3 separate regions of the Zea mays genome follow, and regions 1 and 3 are each linked to region 2. Evidence: chromatin contacts called from public Hi-C data. All regions are on one chromosome and are shown on one strand. The core of a region is the stretch at or near the end of the contact, and the rest is flanking DNA. Distances in the headings are between cores, read along the strand shown.

What was found. A called contact is a pair of places that touch in the nucleus more often than the background predicts.
Region 1: a contact with region 2 is called in a Hi-C map of root tip, with 2.5 times the contacts expected there. The contact joins two enhancer-like sites. A contact is called at or near these places in 7 of 25 Hi-C or Micro-C datasets (ear, leaf, leaf mesophyll and 2 more).
Region 3: a Hi-C map of leaf shows a contact between it and region 2, with 2.2 times the contacts expected there. The contact joins the promoter of LOC100281241 here to the enhancer-like site in region 2. A contact is called at or near these places in 11 of 25 Hi-C or Micro-C datasets (bundle sheath, ear, endosperm and 3 more) and 1 of 3 datasets of contacts at active chromatin or transcription factors (leaf).

The regions. Positions count from the first base shown.
Region 1 is chr6:178,870,862-178,873,561 of Zm-B73-REFERENCE-NAM-5.0, forward strand. No RefSeq gene overlaps it. Among protein-coding and RNA genes, the nearest start is that of LOC103630796, 6.2 kb to the left of the region's middle. Within about 2 kb of position 1,275, at least 17 of the 20 cell types and tissues checked have an H3K27ac peak or open chromatin away from gene starts, as enhancers often do. A contact at or near this core is called in root tip, where this site is marked.
Region 2 is chr6:178,722,360-178,725,059 of Zm-B73-REFERENCE-NAM-5.0, forward strand. LOC103630794 (TATA-binding protein-associated factor BTAF1) reads right to left here. Exons shown (of 29, transcript XM_008651860.3): 24 at 2,285-2,539; 25 at 2,118-2,167; 26 at 1,866-1,975; 27 at 1,711-1,793; 28 at 1,425-1,637; 29 at 969-1,343. The coding sequence ends at 1,203. Among protein-coding and RNA genes, the nearest start is that of LOC103630794, 24 kb to the right of the region's middle. Within about 2 kb of position 1,377, at least 2 of the 20 cell types and tissues checked have an H3K27ac peak or open chromatin away from gene starts, as enhancers often do. A contact at or near this core is called in root tip, where this site is marked.
Region 3 is chr6:178,559,666-178,562,410 of Zm-B73-REFERENCE-NAM-5.0, forward strand. It overlaps LOC100281241, which reads right to left and starts at 1,462. Exons shown (of 11, transcript NM_001154160.2): 1 at 1,222-1,462; 2 at 1,061-1,129; 3 at 818-945; 4 at 629-728. The coding sequence starts at 1,344.

The DNA of each region.
Region 1 (2,700 bases), core at 25-2,524, 150 kb after region 2:
ACCAGGTAGGGGCCTTGCGCTTTCTCGATGAACTCTCTAGGCACCAGATGGCCGGTCACAACGCCGATCAGACCCTCGAGATGGCGACCGTTTCGGGAACCTCGACTTCGTCCTCGATGGCGAAGGGGAAATGGTCAGGCCCCCAGAAGCCTGACCCCTTCTGCCTAGGAGTCTCGACATTGCCACGAGGGCCAGCGGCGGCCCCATATTGTTTGCACTCTCGGAGCGATCGTCCGCTTCAGGGGCCTCGACTTCATCATCAACGAAGAAGGCGAGATGGTCTGGGCGGCGCCCGCTCGGCCTCCTTCGCCCAAAAACCCTAACGCCACTACGAAAGCATTTGGCGGCCTTAGCCTTGCCCTGCAGGGGCAGGGTACAGGGCAAGGATTGTCCTTACCCTATGAGGACGACGATATAAGACGACATATTGCAATCCACATGGGGCCCAACCCCTCGTATGACGATATATGGGCCTTCTTCTCGTCCTACGCGGAGCTTTCCACGTTGTACGATGAGGAAAGGTTGCCCCACCCCGGCGGCTCTAACGGCAGCCATGGCGTGATTCCACCTCACCTGCGCCACGCCCCGAGGGTGATTACGGCTCTCTTAGCCCACGACCACCTACCTACTATCCGATGATCTAGAATTCATAGAGATGGTCGACGGTGGTGGGGACCTCGTCTTCAATGCAATTTGCTCGGACTCAGACCCTGTCTCTCCAACAAGCAGTGAGGGAGGGACCCCAACAATGGGGAGAACGAAGGATGCCGCCCCACAGGGGTAGGGTACGAGGCAAGGATCGTCCTTACCCTATGAGGCCGACAAGATAAGGCGACAGATTGCAATCCACATCGACCCAGCCCCTCATACGACGATCTGTGGGCTTTCTTCTCGTCCTACATAGAGCTTTCCACGATGTACGACGAGAAAAGGTTGCCCCGCCATGACGTCTCTAGCGGCAGCCAAGCGGCAGCCCTGGCATGATTCCACCTCATTGTGCCACGCTAGGGGGTGATCGCGGCTCACGTAGCCCACGACCACCTCCCTACTACCGACGATCTAGAGTTTGTAGGGATGGTCGACGGCAGCGAGGACCTCATCTTCGATGCACTCTGCTCGGATTCAGACTCGGACTCTACCTCTCCAATGAGCGGCGAGGGAGGTGCCCCCAACGACGAGGAGAACAAAAGACACACGACCATCGCAACCCCTGCCCTCCCGAAAGGACAGGTGCCACTGGCAGCACCAGTGAAATGGGCCGCCACACGCGGCAGGAGCCAGAGGGGCCATCAGGCGTGATGCCTCCGATGAGAGCCCATGGTAGTTTGCCGACAGGAGCGAGTCCACACCCTGTTTGTAATTCCTTGATGGTTATTAATAAAACATGTTTCAGAACTATTCTTGGGGTCGGACACAGGAAAAGGGGGCGAACGCCAACCTAGGCTCGGCCCAGTGCCAACCAACACGGATGTTCATAGAATTGAAGAAATGTCAAAAAAAGTTATATCCCTTAAACCATTACAAAGACACAAATTTTCCTTAACCCCTCGTGGGGGAGCGCAATCAAGCAGGGCGACTCCCAGTTTCCGAGCAAAGGGCTCCGCAGCTTTCACCATTTCGGCAAGCTCTGTATCACTCCAGGCATCGCAGTAACCTTCACTTAGGGCCTCCAGTTCGATTCCGCCTTCGATATGGGACGTAACAACGACGAAGGCCTGACAGATCCCCCGGCAGAAGTATTCAATTTTGAGCTCCCAGATCCGACCTGCGAGGCTCTCGAGGCAGGAGATCAAGGACATGTAGTTTCTATGTGCCGATATGTGCCTTTTTTCCTTCTCCAACTCCTCCAAGCGATGCTGCGTATAATTTTTATGTAGTTTTTTATTTCTAGTAAATAATCTGTTACTACTAAAAATTCAGATAAATTAGAGCCAACATAATATCTAATTAGCGTTTTTATGTAAAATTATATAAATTTTGGATACTATAAGATGATAGAACTAAAAAAACAAAATTTATGCTACTTAAATCAGTACCACATTATTAAAACTGTCAACGAAAACAGACCAATGGTTATTTGTCTCGTTTATAAAGCTGAAGGGTTGAACAATCAATTTTAAAGGCGAAATATCAATGTTACGCAGACTTATTCCTAAACCTATAACTCACTCCAGTATTGGAACACACTGAATTTTCCTTTTCTTCTTCTCTTCTCCTCCATCTCCGGCAGTTTTAGAAGAAAATTTTGGGAGGCAACTAGGCCAAGGCGGTGAGGTCGGAAGAGACAGTAGCAAGGTGGTGACGCCGCTGAAACGGGTGGCGGAGCAGGAGATGGGGCTAGCTTGAGATCGGGGGCGATCATGGCTAAGACGGCGTGGAGAGGGAAAGATGGAGGTCGCCATGGACACGGTAGCGTCTCACCGGCGTGCAGTTGCGGCGACGCGTCGGGAAAAAGAAGATGCATAGAGCCCAAAATAGTCGGGTGTAGTATAGACAGTTTTTTGTACGGAAAAACTCTGAAATTCAAGTCCCAAATCACCCAATTCGAATTCCAATTTCAATTCCATCTCGTCGCATCAGTGAGTTCCAACACTCCGCCACCCCCACCTGTGGCTGAGGAGGACGAGGATGCCTCAATGACTGCCGCAGTAGCTGCGAAGAAGCCAGAAGAAGAAAAGGAAGGGTGCATTTATGATGGAT
Region 2 (2,700 bases), core at 127-2,626:
TGATCCAAACGGGGTGTTAGAGATATTCAAAGTTGTACCAACTATCGAGGGATTAAGCTCACGAGCCACTCTATGAAGCTATGGGAGAGAGTTATTGAGTATCGCCTGAGAGGAATGACGCATACCACCATGAATCAATTTGGATTCATGCCTGGAAGGTCAACCATGGAAGCAATTTTCTTAATGAGACAGGTCATGGAGCGGTGTAAGGATTCATGTTTTTCGCTGACGATGTAGTTCTAGTAGATAAAAGCCGGGAAAGAGTAAATAGAAAGCTAGAGTTATATCATCGAACCCTAGAGTCAAAAGGATTTAGAATTAGCAAGACCAAAACCGAGTATATGAAATATGACTGGTACTACAATTAGTGAGGATTGAGTTGTAAGTTTGGTAGGCTGGTAGTACCAAAGGACACCTTCCGTTATTTGGGATTAATGCTACAGAGATATTGTGATATTGATGAAGATGTTAGCTATAGGATCCAAGGAGGGATGGATGAAATGGCGTCAAGCACCGAGAGTACTATGTGACAAGAGAGTGTCACAGAAGTTGAAAGGCAAGTTCTATAGGACGACGATTAGGCCTGCTATGTTATATGGGGTTGAATGTTGGTCTACTAAGAGACAGTGTATCCAACAACTGTCGCAGAGATGCATATATTGCGTTGGATATGTGGGCACACAAGATTGGATCGAGTAAGAAACATCAACTAGAACACTAATTGAAGAAAAACTTATTCAACATCGGTTGAGATGGTTTGAACAAGCGATAGGTCTAGAAAGTGTGCAAGCATATCAGCATTCACCTTTCCAGGTTCGCTGCGACTTGCCGCGTCTTTAATCCAAATGCGGCTTCTACAATATTTTGTTTCTATGAAGTATTTTGTTTCTATGAATTGCAGCTGCAGCAGTCCATATAGCTACGGCCGCGGCAGAACAAAGTACATGGAACAGTCACCATGACCAATCAAGGGAAATTCTGATAAGAGCTGCAGCTTTGATTATAGGTGAGCAGAGTATATACAACTCCTCAAAACAAAAATTGAGGAAGATGGAAACCAAAAAAATTGAGATCGTAACCCCAACCACCACCTATATCTGTTAGCATCTAATCTTTTCCTTCCTCTATCAAACAACAGCAACAACAAAATTAACCTGCCCCAAATTGCTTTATACACTGTACACGAGCCAGCCGGTGGTGGCTCAGCCGTTCAGCTTCGCCAGGAACTGGTTCAGATCATACTCATCGGCATACTGCGACTGATCCCAAAGCTCATCCAGACCATTAAGAATGGACTTCAAGCCTTTGCCACCAGATTTCCTCTTACTCTGCTCGTCGCTTGCCTGATACACGGGCCAGAGAATGGATCAGAAAAACAAAACATTTCCCACGAAAGCAAAGAACAAACAAACGAACTGCCTTACTTTTCTTGAAGCAGGGGTTGATGTGAACAGATCAAGCAGCTGGTCAGTGTTCATGGTCTTCAAGCTCGAGTTCTCAGCATTGATGACAGCATTGGCGACTGACACCTTGAACCTCTGGAGAGACATCACCTTCTCCTCAAGGGTGCCACGCATGATGAGACGGTGAACATTCACCACTTTCCTTTGACCCAATCGATGTGCTCTGTCCATAGCCTACAAGACAGACAAGGCTATGATGACTAAACGAAAAATCCTCATGAAAAATACAAAGAAACACAAAACTTACCTGAAGGTCCTTCATTGGGTTCCAATCATGTTCCACGAACACCAATGTGTCGGCAGATGTCAAGTTCAAGCCAAGCCCACCGACTGCAAAAAGAAAGAATCAGACCAAGCTTTCCCAACATATCAATGAACAATTCCACAGCTTCCTAAACATACCATGGGTTGTTAGCAGAAGTACATCAATGGTTGGGTCTGAATTGAATGCTTTAACGATTTCAAATCTCTTCTCTGGATCAACAGAGCCATCCAGCCGCAAATATGTGACACTGCAAAACATCAAGTTTTCTTAATTAGATGATTTGCTCAAAGAATAATCACTACAACCAAAGGAATGCAGCAGAAGCCCATACCATACAGCAAGATCAACACATGGACCCAGCACAAGAAATAAAATGTCATATAACTCACCTTCTCATATGAGATTGAAACAGGTCCTTCTCTATGATGTCAAGAAAAGCCTGAAGGAAAGAAAGTTGGACCGTGAGACAAGATTTTTTCCCCACTTGAAAGGATGACAGAACGAAAGGCCTTGGAATGACAAAATAACCATCTCAAATTTCGATAGGTTTTCATACCTTATGCTGAGCAAAAATCAAAACTCTGTGTTGCCCAACAGCTGTAGAAGCATCAGGACTAGATATTTCTGACCCTATACCACATTCTTGAAGTATTTCTTGAAGAGCAACAAGCTTAGGTGAGTGGTGAAGCTCATGAAGCTCACTGCCAGATCCCAGACCTATTTCATTCAGAAGATCCACAAGATGATTTGGGGGGTTCTCCCCAGTTACAAGCAAGGGATGGCTGCATAGTTTTAATAGGTACTGCAATGCCTGCATTAAAAATGCAAATTTAGTTAGAAAGCAATCCCATTAAAACAAAAAAAAAATGTAAGGGCTTGTTCGTTTTGATGTTAAACCATGTGAATTGGGTGGGATTGAGTCGTTTTAAATCCATAACAAGTCAAAATGCACCCCAATCCCACTCAATCCAC
Region 3 (2,745 bases), core at 212-2,711, 160 kb before region 2:
TAGAAGTTATTGACCAGATGCATCAGTACAGCAAAACCGAGAGCCATAAAACTGAGGGCAAAACAAAAATCACAGCCAAAGAACCAAATGGTATTTTAGCTGAGAAACGTGATTTTTTTGTTTGTCGAGTCCTGACAAAATCTGTGATCAATGGTTTCTCATCACTTTGCGTCCTAGTGGCTCCACAAATCTGTATCAGAAGCACGTGACAACTATATGCTAGGACAAGTGGAAGTAGATCTAATAGTCAAACAAACAGTGGTTAGAACAATGTAGTGATAACGTTGAATTGACATGAAAGAAGGCAAAAATCCCCTAGAATATCTTGGCAACTGTACTGAGCTCCTTCGTAATGTACACGTCTAAGTATAAAACATGGCCTCTTATTATACATATATGAATATGGTTGCATGTATTTCAGTTGTGAAGCCTGAAGAGCAACCATAGCTCCTCAATTCCAACCAGGACTGCAACAGTAGCAAATAAAATACCCGTGAGTCTAGCATCTAGCTAATGAGTTGATGTTGCTATACCAGCGATAAACTGGGGCAGGCCGGGACAGGACACAAAAAAGGATAGGCAGAGAGGAGCGGAGTTGTGTAATAAGACTTAAGACGTGCAATCAAACCTTCATATCATCCTCAATCTTGGCAACCTGTGACTGGATGCTGCCAACAATCTCCTTGAGCGGAGACATTGTGGGGTATTTGCCCTCATCCCACACGAACCTGAACGCGGAGCCAACACAAAAGGTTGGTTTTAGGCGTCCGATCAGCTGGGCAGCCTGGGCTGGACAGATAGCAGTTAGGCAGCAGACCTGGTGAGGTAGGTGTCGACAGGAACGCCATCGACGGTGAGGGTCCCACTCTCGACCCCTCCGGCGCGCTCGAGGTCCTCGATCTGCCTCCGGATCTTGTGTGACACGCCCTCCACGAAAACATTGGACTGCGGGCAGGGTATAGATGGCATCGAATCAGAGGCTAGTGCTCGGGGCAGCAGACGTTAGAGGTGGGAAAACGGAGATCGAGATCGTGCGGGAAGCAAAGGCGGCGGGGGGAACCTTGACGAGGTCGTCGCTGAGGGCGAGAAGCGAGTCGAGGGTGCCGACGCGGAGATCCGGGACGTTGAACTGCGCAGATGGCGGATACGGTGAGGCGACGCGAGAACTAAATTCCGGCGGGAGAGTGAGAGGGAGAGGGGTCGGAAAAGGGGATCTCTTACGCGGTAGAGCGGAGTGTCGAAGGAGTGGCGGGAGATGGAGTCCTGGAGGCGAGACCACAGGGAGCTTGCGATGGCGCCAGGTGACTGCACGGGCAGAGACACGATCCAGTAGCGTGTCGCCATGGGCGCTGGCGGTGAGACTCGGGGGAGGAGGCGCTGGTTTGGTTCGTGTGATCTGGTTGACGCAGGAGCTCGCGGCTTCGCAATGGAGGAGACGGACACCCGCACGGCCGCACCGCACGGATCAGAATTCAGAGGAGCAGGACATGTCGGCTTCTGTGTGGGGCTGACGTGTCTTTTAGCAGTGAGTAACGAGTTCGAAATTAGAGAGCTGGAATCGGCTTTGGTTCACTTAAACCAGACTCGTTGCAAAAAAATTGTGATTCCAACTAAATGAGTTAGTTTAATTTAGAATCGTTTCCTACTCAAATACTTCAAATTTTTATCATTCATGTTACTAAGCTATCATATTCAACAGTTGTTTTAACTAAATTACTACTATTGTCAACTCGCTTCAACTTTCTCAGAACTTATGGTCAGAGTCGGATTTTTAGTAATTTACAGTTGAACCAAACAGACCCTAAAATATAGTCGAGTGATCAGATAGACATATTTGATGTGCTAGGCCAATTAATTAACTTTGCAATCATAGCCTAAACCCATGATCATTTGTGTTGATGATCATAGTAGACACAAAGAACTCTTTGTTTGGAAGAAAAACTCGCTAGAGATTTTTATCTCAACCATGATACATCCTAGTTTTCTTAATGGTTCTTTAACGATGTCTAGCGCTCAATAGCTTCAGAACCCCAAAAAACACCTGAAACCCGCGAACAACGGTGGAAACGAGAAAACTCGTGTTTGAAGAGCTGAAACAAGTTGGAAACATATTCTACAAAGTGAGGTACATCTTTGAAGCTTTAACATTGCCTTAGAATGTCTGGCACTCTATTTGTCGGCGTTTTGGACCCGCGAGGACCCTCAACCGATTAGTGAATTTGACGTTGCGTGTCCCTGTCCAGATGGGTAGATGCAAGATGGAACACAAGGGGAGGATGAGGCTTATATTATCTTGCACCGGGGTGCTCGTAGTAGGGGTTACAAGCGTTGCGAGAGAGAGAGGGTGCGCCCTTGAGGTGAGTCGTCTGAGTTAGCCTTCTCTGCGTTTTCTCTCCTTCTCTGCCTGCCTCCTTTGGGAAGGCCCTGGACATCCCTTTTATAGATACAAGGAGATGGTCCAGCTGTACATGTGGGTGTAGCTATGTGCTAACGTGGCCGGCGGAGAAGTACTTGAGCCCTGTAGAAGCGCAGCTGGCGGTGCGGCCTGGGTCTTGCTGACGTTTCTTTGCCTTCGTAGGGAGCTTGAGAACAATCGACGTCATGGACGCATGCAGGGAACCATCATTACCTGTTGCCGGAGTAATCTAGATGGGACACCGGTCTTGTTCCTTCGTAGCCTAAGGCAGCTAGCTAGGGGTAGGGTAATGATGTATCCCCTGTGGCGTAGTCGGTCCGAGGCCAAGG